Regions from separate parts of the Mus musculus genome. Here all the other regions are linked to region 3. The links are chromatin contacts, called in public Hi-C and HiChIP or PLAC-seq maps. All regions are on one chromosome and are shown on one strand. The core of a region is the stretch at or near the end of the contact, and the rest is flanking DNA. Distances in the headings are between cores, read along the strand shown. Region 1 has its middle 19 kb from the start of Ptk2. Region 2 overlaps Ago2 (argonaute RISC catalytic subunit 2). Region 3 overlaps Ptk2 (PTK2 protein tyrosine kinase 2).

What was found. Hi-C and Micro-C count contacts between places; a contact is called where the count stands out from the background. HiChIP or PLAC-seq counts read pairs in DNA pulled down with a chosen protein or histone mark.
Region 1: a contact with region 3 is called in a FOXA1 HiChIP or PLAC-seq map of pancreatic cancer cells. The contact joins two enhancer-like sites. A contact is called at or near these places in 1 of 15 datasets of contacts at CTCF or cohesin (the NIH/3T3 cell line), 1 of 484 Hi-C or Micro-C datasets (cortical neurons) and 2 of 115 datasets of contacts at active chromatin or transcription factors (embryonic stem cells and pancreatic cancer cells).
Region 2: a contact with region 3 is called in a Hi-C map of CD4 T cells, with 4 times the contacts expected there. The contact joins two enhancer-like sites. A contact is called at or near these places in 2 of 39 promoter capture datasets (cranial neural crest and liver), 1 of 484 Hi-C or Micro-C datasets (CD4 T cells), 1 of 115 datasets of contacts at active chromatin or transcription factors (double positive thymocytes) and 1 of 9 other capture datasets (adipose tissue).

The regions. Positions count from the first base shown.
Region 1 is chr15:73,440,771-73,444,160 of GRCm38.p6, forward strand. No RefSeq gene overlaps it. Among named protein-coding and RNA genes, the nearest start is that of Ptk2, 19 kb to the left of the region's middle. Within about 2 kb of position 1,766, at least 83 of the 459 cell types and tissues checked have an H3K27ac peak or open chromatin away from gene starts, as enhancers often do. A contact at or near this core is called in pancreatic cancer cells, where this site is marked.
Region 2 is chr15:73,116,319-73,119,370 of GRCm38.p6, forward strand. It overlaps Ago2 (argonaute RISC catalytic subunit 2), which reads right to left. Exons shown (of 19, transcript NM_153178.4): 13 at 3,019-3,052; 14 at 1-75. Among named protein-coding and RNA genes, the nearest start is that of Gm31725, 9.4 kb to the left of the region's middle. Within about 2 kb of position 1,758, at least 122 of the 459 cell types and tissues checked have an H3K27ac peak or open chromatin away from gene starts, as enhancers often do.
Region 3 is chr15:73,267,086-73,270,596 of GRCm38.p6, forward strand. It overlaps Ptk2 (PTK2 protein tyrosine kinase 2), which reads right to left. Exons shown (of 35, transcript NM_001358046.1): 19 at 1,724-1,808. Among named protein-coding and RNA genes, the nearest start is that of Mir151, 14 kb to the left of the region's middle. Within about 2 kb of position 1,401, at least 61 of the 459 cell types and tissues checked have an H3K27ac peak or open chromatin away from gene starts, as enhancers often do. A contact at or near this core is called in pancreatic cancer cells, where this site is marked.

The DNA.
Region 1 (3,390 bases), core at 516-3,015, 170 kb after region 3:
GAACTCTGGGAAGCCTTAGTTACTGGCTGGGACTATCAGCCTCTGCACGAGTGTTTCAGAGTTGCCTTGGAACTAGATAGTCTCCTCTGCTTCCCACCCGCCAATCAGCAGCAGATCCCATCTGTTCTGCCTCCAGTGTGAGGTGATTCACGCCCTTCAAAAGAATTATTGGAGCCCTCACTGCCGCCGACTGCCAGCACTTGCTTGGAAATAGCATCTCGGTTACACCAGCTTCTCACAACCTGAGAGGATCAGTGCTTCGTGAGAAGAGAAGAAGACATATGGACATCGTGTGACAGAGGAGATAGAGATGCCTACATTGAAGGGTGCAGGTGCAGGAAGCCTCTGGGAGAGAGTCTAGAACGGTCCTCCTGCCATGCAGCCTCTGACAGTGTAGACTTCTGACTTCCAACACTGTAGCAGTAAATGTCTGCACGTTAAGCCAGCCAGTCTCATGCGTTGCTTGGGGTAGACTTCCTCCTCGAACTGTTTCCTCTTATCTAGCTAATTCAGGCTTACCCCTCTCTTTCTTCTTTTCATCTCCTGCAGACCAGAAAAAGGTCAAGTTACCTAGGGTACCCAAAGCTCTACCCAATCCTACCCTTTGCCCAACAGCATTGCTGTGCCCTGTGGGTGGTCACAAAAAGACCCAGGCCATAGCTTGCTGGGGCAGAGACTTCTACTGTGAGATGACATCTGCTCCACAGGTCTTTTCTTTTCTTTTTTTTTTTTCTTTTTTTTTAAAAGATATATTTATTTATTTTATGTATGAGTACACTGTAGCTGTCTTCAGACACACCAGAAGAGGGCATTGGATTCTGTTACAGTTGGTTGTGAGCCACCATGTGGTTGCTGGGATTTGAACTCAGGACCTCTGGAAGAACAGTTAGTGCTCTTAAGCACTGGAGCCATCTCTCCAGCCCTCCACAGGTCTTTTCTGTTCATCTCCTGTGCACCTGAAACAAATGTCATTGCTTCTGGTCTTTCTGTGTACCCAAGATCTTTCCTTGTCCCTAAAGCTGAGTGACTGGAAAGCAGGGAGTGTGTCTCCTGGCAGGAATGTCGTATGTTCAGTCCACAGGGTACACAGATGGCTGCAAGAGCTGGCCTCTGCCTCAGTATGGACAGGAGACTCTGAACACCTGGAGTCAGCAAGGAGCGACAACCCCCCCAAACCCCCCCCCAAAAAAATTGAGGGACCAATGCTTACATTGCTAGATGATCGATTTCCTTTGAGAGAAACTACGACTGGACGTGGTGGCATGTGCTTTTAATCCCAGAACATAGGAGACGGAGGCAGATCAGTCTCTGAGTTTGAGGTCAGCCTGGTCTACAAAGTGAGTTCCAAGACAGCCAAGGCTACACAGAGAAACCCTGTCTTGGAAAGGAGGAAGAGGGGGAGGGGGAGGGGAGGGGGGAGAATGAGGGGGAGGGGGAGGAGGAGGAGGAGGAGGAGGAGGAAAGGAAGGAGGGAAGGAGGAGGAGGAGGAGGAGGAGGAGAAGGAGAAGGAGAAGGAGAAGGAGAAGGAGAAGGAGAAGGAGAAGGAGAAGAGGAGAAGGAAGAAGAAGAAGAAGAAGAAGAAGAAGAAGAAGAAGAAGAAGAAGAAGAAGAAGAAGAAAAGAAAGAAGAAGAAACACAAGAAAAACTATAAGCCCAAGTAGTCAAATAGTTCAGGATTTCAGGAGGGCTCCGGGTGTGTGCATAGAAGTGAGTGAGGGTGTGAGTTACTGATTCACCTCATATAGCTAGCAGTGGAGGAGGAGGCGCAGCCCAGGGCCGGGCAGCTGCCACTTCCCCTTTGCCTACAGACCGCTGACCACAGGCGGCACTTTCTCTGAGATTGCTTCCCCTGAGGTCTGCAGGTCTGGGTGCAGCTTCCTCGGGCACTGCCCTGCTCCTGTCTCTGCCCTGCCCTCTGGCCTGCAAGCTCCTTGGGACCTCTCTGCTGCCCTGCTGAAGAAGCCAGGACATCCAGGAGATTCAGGTTCTATCACTTGCTCACAGTTGATAATGAGTCCTGGTGTATTCGTTTGCAGAGAAATTCACCACCAACTAGGTTGGCTTACATCGTTCCGGAGTCATGCTTGAGATCAAGGTGTCTCAGGAGCAACTCTGAAGGTGTTAGAATGTAGGCGTGTGGGGGGATCATTCCTTCTGCTAATCTCGTCTCTTCTATCTTTGTAAGATACCTAGCACTGGGTTTCAATAAGATGTTATTGTGAGATCTACTCATCTCTTCAAAAAAAAAGGGGGGGGAAGCTGTCTGCCAGGAGCCTGCACCAAACACATCATTTAGAGGTACCCCGTTCAGCCCGTTCCCAGAGAGAGGATGAGCTGACCCCACGTCGTGGAAGAGGGGTAGGAGAAGCTAGACAGAGAAGCAAGCAGCTGCCGGCTTGCTCCAAATAGGAAGTGGGGGCTGCCCACTCCCACTGGCTACCGCAGCCTTCTCCAGGAAGACTTTGCCCTGAGGAATCTTTCCTCTCTTTCCACATGGTGACCCTGTAAGCTCCTGGGTTACTTTCTGTCACAGCTGGGCAGTGACTACACAGGCTTCCTGCTCCTCCCCCAATCCAGCCGCCTCCTTCATAATCCCAGGCCTTCCTCCGGGATTTCTAGTCTCTTCTCCCCACCCCCACCCCGCGCCCCGTACACAACGCCCCCTTTCAGGCTTTCCCTGTCCTCCTCCAACAGGCAGAGGAAACTGCAGAGAAAGATGGTAGAAGGCCCCTTTCCCTTTCCTGAGCCCTGCTGCCTCCTGACTCCCTGTGGGGGTCCCTGTGTGATCTCTGAGCCACCCTCCTCAGAGGACTGCACTAGGTGAAGTTTAGGACATGGGGGTCTTTAGTGAGAACACTATGAGGGCCCTTGGTAGCCCCTTGCCACCACTGACAGCCCCAGAAGCCACTGCTACCTTGAACTCACGGCTCCTCCGCCCGTGTCCTTCTCAGCAGGAAAAGTCCCTTCTTTCGGAGGACCACCTGATGTCCCTCATACTCTAGGCAACACTGGCTACCGCCTAGCCTAGCCTAGCCTAGCCTAGCCTAGCCCACACTCGCTTCCTCTCTAACGCGGTCCGCCCGCCTTGGACAGTGTTTCAGCCCTCTCGGGTCTCATGGAGGCAGACTGACTCTGTTCTTGGCTTCTAGGTCTTCCATGGTTTCCCACCCTTTCCTTCCTCCTTGGGCAAAAGGACCCAAGGGCTTCCATAGTAGCACAGCCTGCCTGTCGCTCATAAGGTGCCTCTCTGAGGTGGTCAGGCTGTGCCCTACTCTAGTTACTGCGCATTATATAAAATGCTTGCTATCAAGCTGCTGCCCTGAGTGACTCCATTTTATAAAACAGCACATCTCTCTCTTTGACTATAACTGCCAAGGACTCTGCCTTAT
Region 2 (3,052 bases), core at 508-3,007, 150 kb before region 3:
TTCTTCCCATCCCCAGCTGGTGGGTGGGTGACATCGGCTCCCAGGAAGATGACAGGTTGCTGGAACACTGGAGGCCTACAAGAAAATGGGTGTTTGAGGACCAAGCTTCAGAGAATGCATGGATGCCTGGCAACAGAAGCTATTCCTACCCGTCTCTGGGAGGCAACCCTAGCTCTAACATGGGTATTTTTCAAGAGATCTTCCTGACTCTACCTCAGTGCCAGGGTGACAGGCATGTACCACCAAACCCATCTGGTTTATGCTGGCCTTGAACCCAGGGCCTTATATATGCCATGCAAGTTCTTTACCAAGTGAGAGACCTCCCCCGCCCCCAACAGAATTGTTACCCTTAATGATACACACAGAAAGCCTATTGGATTAAACAATGATGTCTGTTATGCACTTGAGAAAGAGCCCGAGAAGGTGGGACTGAGAGCCGAGTACGTAGCTGGCCTGGTTGGGCACTGGGGGTGCCTTGTTCTGTTGAGGGGAGGGACTGCCAGAGCCCAGGAGTTTGAGTAGCATCCTGGGTCTTAACCACAGAATACATTCCCAATTCCCACAACCCCGCCATCTTCTTCCATGGCCATCATTTCTGGCTGAGACCTTCAGGCGGAATGCTCACTACCTGAGTGGTGGCATGTGTGGTGAGGGAAGGGGAAAGAGAGATAATGATAGCTCTCCATGCAGCACCCTAAAGACCAACAGGTTCCTGCATTGTAGGAGCCGGGCTTAGCATACACTGTTCACAATAGGAGCAGTTACGTCTTTATTCCCATGGTGACTGCTCTTCTAGAAGTATACACAGAGGCTGGTGGCTGCCAGAGAGGGTATGCAGCATGGTCATCAGAAAGGGGTTTACCCATCCCGTCTGCCTTCCTGAGACTTTTTCCTTTCTCCCCTTTATTTTGACACACAGTCTCATGTACTTCAGACTGGACTTGGATGTCCAGTCCCGCTGCCACGACCTCTCAAATGCTGCAATCTTAAGTGTATGCCTCCACATTTTGTGCCAAAAGAAACTTGATTATTCTGAAGGTGGCCTGGGACTATCACAAAGAACCAAAGGACAATTTGACACTCTGGGCAAGGAGAGGTAGCCAGAAGGGCATCTTTGTCCCTAAGTGTGTGAAGTCCAGACAATATTCTCTGTGTGAGGCCCTAGATCAAGAGCAACCATGATACGAGCTGAATACCACATCTCTGTGAGGTGACGTCCCATTTGTGTGAGGTGTGGTGCACTCAGAGGGGAGTGTGTCTATTGCACAGTGTCATCTCCCAATCAAAGTCAGGCACAGTAGAGACCTGTGTGTGTATGTGTGTGTGTGTGTGTGTGTGTGTGTGTGTGTCCACAGCAGGATTTCTCTTCAGCACCCATTCAGGATATAACCATGTAAGAAAGAAAGTGCTTCCTACATGCCAAGCATGTTCATCTATGTGCCCTTTCCAGGGAGAGGATGGCAAGTGTTCCTTTACTCTCCACTGTGGTTGCAACCACCCCTGGGGGCCTGCACCCAGCCTCAGACTTAGGGTGCCACTTCTAAGACACAGGCGTCTGTGGCACTGTGGTCCTGCTAACCACACTTGAGATGCCTGTGCCTCTTGGCCTCACTTTCCTTGCTGAGGGGAGCTGAGAGGTACACCCAGAGATCCTGATCACCTGCCCGGCCACCATGAGGCCACCAGGTACAGCTGTGTAGCAGCTGTGTTTCTACACGTGGGTGGATGTGACTCACTTGCCACAAGCAAGGCACACCTGCGCTCAGCTTCCTCTCATCTGCAGCCCAGCGAAGCTTCCTTCCCATGAGCCCAGCCTGCCAGGGCCTCCCAGGCTCCTCCTAACTCAACTCATGCTGCCATGGCAACAAGATTCCCCTTTCAAGGTCTCTAGTGACTTCCTCCATTGCTGGGTCCAATAATCAGGCCGCACAGTGCAGCTCATTGGCATTTTGTGATGCAAGACACACCTCCCTGGGCACTGTGACTCAGGTGCCTCCCCTCCTTGCCTTCTTTTTCTATTACCAGTGTCCCTGAACTTTTACCCTGGGCACAGGGCTCAGATCTCCTTGTCATTCACTCAAGGATGCTCATCCAGTCTCAGGGTTCCTGTGCTCTGACAATGAGTGTCCCCAGAGCTCAGCTTCCCAACCCGGGCCACACCTCCTTCAGGAAGGCCCTGTCTTTGACACTAACTAGACCAAGAGCATGAGACAACTGCCTTTCTCCCCTTTAATCTCTTTAACCTGTCTACCTATCCTTATCTCCAAACCATTGGGGTTCCTCATCCTGCCGGTCCCCAACTTCAGCCCGGTGTAGCCTGGCACAAGAGGCCTCCAAATCTGTTCTAAGCCAGACCCCACAGCACAGGCCTGCCCATTATTCTCAGTGTCTATAGACAGTTTCCTCAGCCAAAGCTATTACTATGGTCGCTCTCTTCTTTTGTCCTTTTGTTCAAAGGAGGGGAAAACATTAACTTGGACCTTGTCCTCTAACACCTAGGGTAGCACACTGACTGTGGGAGGCACCCGAGGAAGGCACAGTTCCACATTCCCAACCCTTAGCCCTATGGGGCGTGTGGGCCAGCACTTGGCCTCAGTTCCTGGCCCATCAACAGCAGGTCCTACAGGGAAGGACTTTCCAGCCCCAAGTGCTTTAGCTTTGATCCTAGCAGTAAGCTCCCAGCCCCAAGTAAGCAGAGTAGAAAACACTGGAGTCTACACTGCAGTAAAGCTCCAGGGACCCGCTGCCAAGTCTGTGGAAGCCCATTCCTGACCTGTCCCGAGGCCACTCACTCTCCCAACTCTTCAGTGGAGACTGCTGGCCCTGGCACAAGGAGCAGGGTGACAACAGCCCCATACCAGCCTTCAACTGTTAGGGACTCCAGCCCTAACAGTCACTCATCCCTGATGCCCCTGGTTCTGAGGAGCCCAGGACTTATGCCCACATAAACTACCAGTGAGCACCTCTCCACTGACCATTTAAGCCAGCTGGTGTATGCATGGGGTGTGGCCACCTCACCTGCCCTGTGGCAGCAGGATGTTGTTGACGCCTC
Region 3 (3,511 bases), core at 151-2,650:
GTTTGTATCTAACATATAAAATACATAGAGAATAAAAATTCAAAGTATATCACCAAATTCGATATTGTTAAATTCACATCACTGCTTAATCACTGTTATTTTGTGAAAATTTTCTAGGTACCCAGGGCATCGGCTATCACCCCTGGTTTTCTATGACATCAAGATCATTATCAGGACTTTTTATTTCCTTTGAAATAATTAGTGTTGATAATACAGAGCACAGAATAAGGAGCTGAGGAGGGTCTTGCAGTCACTGAGAAACTGTCACACTACACTAGAAACCCCAGGTGAAGTTTAGCCTGTCACTTACCTATCCAGATAGTGGATGAAGTGCTATCTCTCGCTTATAAAGTAAGCTCACTGCAACCTTGCCTGCCTGTGCATTCCTTTATGTACCATCTGTGTTTCTGTAGCAGTGATGGGGCTGGAGAGCTGGGATGTAAGCTACATTGTCATCGAAGCTGAAATCTTTCCTATCTGGCCACAATTTATGTTTTCTGGGCTTAGGCCATCTCCCCTATCTTACAGCTTGTTATTGCCTGGAGGTGGGGGGTGCGATTTGTGTGTCAGCTACACTACATCTGTTGCATTTCCTGAAGAAGCAATTATCAAACCTTCCAAAGATGAAAACAGTCTTAATCTAACCTGGCTATTTCTACAGAAATATATAACCAAATTCGGCAGTAGTGTCTTAAGAGACCCGTCCAACGTTTGTGTGTGAGCATCAGTGGGGTTCTGTATTAAGGCAGACGTGCCGACTGCCTTCCCCAGGCCAAGCCCTGCACTGGTCTCTGTGCCGATTGCCTTCCCCAGGCCAAGCCCTGCACTGGTCTCTGTGTATTAAGGCAGACGTGCCGACTGCCTTCCCCAGGCCAAGCCCTGCACTGGTCTCTGTGTATTAAGGCAGACGTGCCGACTGCCTTCCCCAGGCCAAGCCCTGCACTGGTCTCTGTGCAGCCCTTGTCCCCACAGAACGTAAAGTCTACAGGAGAGACAGATAATAAGCACATGTGATCATTTTATGTATTTAAACAGGAACTCTCAAGAGGAGCAGAATATGGTTCTGTGAGAATGACGGTGGCTGGCAGGAGGCAGGGACTTGAAGGCTAAGAATAGAGAAATCCTATGAGAGGAGAGGGGACATCAGGGTGTTTGATGTATACAAGCTAGACAAGATCCTATTCTTTACCACTAACCTTTGAGGAGAGAAGGCTCATAACGCACAGCTCATCTGAGACAGCCTCACTACCGGATGTACACACCTAGGCCAGAAGGCTGTGAGTGGGGTGGTGGAAATCCTTTCAAGCTAAAGTCACCCAGGAAGCTGTCACAGGAAGCCTCTCCTGGGGTTTCTGTCTGATTACATAGGGCAGGAAGCTAGTCATTATCCTGACTCATCTGTAGCTTATGGACTCCATCAGGTTGTAACTGTTGCCATAGTTACCTCTGTACTCATGGAACCTGGCAGGATCTGGGCTAGAGCCATTTATGTGAATGCACCAACTCCAGCCAAAGATACGGAATGCTACAGGAACCAAATAACAAAGGGAATGTGCCATCTTCCTCTACATATAAACATGTCTGTCTATGAAAATCTGTTAAATTTAGACATTAGTTTGCAAGGTGAATAATACTTATAAAAGTAAAAGCATCTTTCCTGCAAAGACAGCTAGATTTAGGTAAAAAGTGAAATTGAATTCCACAGAAGTTTCAACAAACTTACAGGCTTCTTGAAGGAACTTCTCTCTCACGCTGTCCGAAGTACAGTTTTTACATGTTTTGATTGCAACAGCCAAAGCTGGATTCTCCTGTGTCAGGGAAATTACAGAATCACTCATACATGCAAAAAGGTTCTCCATATTAGTCAACACACACACACACACACACACACACACACAGAGTTTTGTAACTGTGGACTTGTGGTCAGACAGAACTGGAACTATAAAATCAGAGTTAAGAATATTCTGTATGAAATTCCAGAGTAAAATGGATACACATGTGAAATGCCACAGGCAAGTCACTTATGCATGTACCAGATGCTGAGTATATGCAATATGGTAGGTGCTATCCTGGGTTCTTGGGGCACACAAGTGAACAAACTGCTTTTAAAGGTTGGCTGGCATTCCAGTGCAAAACACCAATGATAAAGTCAGTTATTTCACAATATATTAGAACAGCATTTTAGAAGACAGGAGTAGATCAGGCAGAACATGGGAGACCAAGGGGTGTCAGCTACACGAGGAACACTTCACTGAGCAGATGAGAGGAAGACAAAGCTTCCAAGAAGAGGGAGCCAGTCATAGTAAAGTGGGGAAGTTACATGCTGTTGAAGAAATGGTGAACATGGAAGCTCAAAGGATTTGGGGATGGGGGTGATGTAGCAAGACTGTAAGAGCAGAGTGTGTAAAGGTAGAAATACTGAGACGGGAACCTAGGAGCCAGAAAAAGAGGGGAGGAGATGTATGCATTTCTAAGTTAATATAAAGACTTGGTTTTCATTTCAGGAGGATGAGAGCTTGGGTGTGGTCAGGGCAGTTGAACCCATTGTCTAGGATAGTCTCAAATTAGCAGCAATCTTCCTGAAGCAGCCTTTCCATACTGAGAATGTAAACATGAGCCACCATGCCTAACTGAACCTATAGCTCTGACCATTTGGGTGTGGAAAGGACACTCTAGCTCCATCTGCTGCTGAGAGATGATATATAAAGTCAAGTCAAGCATGGAGAGTGGTATAGGTGGTTACCGCTAGAACCTGGACAACAAGCTATGGTTGCCTGGGTAGTGAGCAGCAGTGGAGGTGGGAGAAGGGCTGGGCATGTGGATTTTTTTTCCTCAAGGTTCAGCAAAGGTGTCTCTTGGTTTGCTAGGAGAGAGTGAATTCAGGTTTTGACCAGAGGAACTAATAATGTGGAAGGAGAAATGAGAAGTTGAAGGTCTCTAAATATGATAAGCAAGGACACTGTTGAGATAGCTGGGGGCACCAGAGGCATTAAGACAGTCTGATCCTTGGGACTGTGGATCATCAGAAGAGTCAGTAGGTTCAGGACTATGCTTTGCAGCTCCACAGAAATAAAAAGTCAGAGAAAAAAAGAGAAAATGGTGAAGGAGACTAGAAAAGTATGAGCCACAGAACAGGAGAAAACCCAAGAAGATGTGTAGTTCTAAAAGCCAGAGTTTGTCTTCAATAAGTTCAAAGGATGAAGCTTAAAAGATAAAAGGAACATGAAAAAAGAAATGCTCTGTGGTTCTGAGTGAATCAAGGGCACAGTATGGATGAACATGGGCAGACATTATATTTGTCAAAACCATTATTCACCTTACTTTATCTTATGCCTCACATTCTGTCACTAAGCAAAGAAGAAAAGAGCAAGAAAGCGAAGTGGATCTGTCAGGGCTTTATAAAGGCTTAGCAAATGTCAAGTCACCCCATTCCCACTGTCTTTATCGCCTAACTCCTGTCCTTACCCTATGAAGTACTGGTTGATAACCTGGGCAGAGACACACCTAAGGA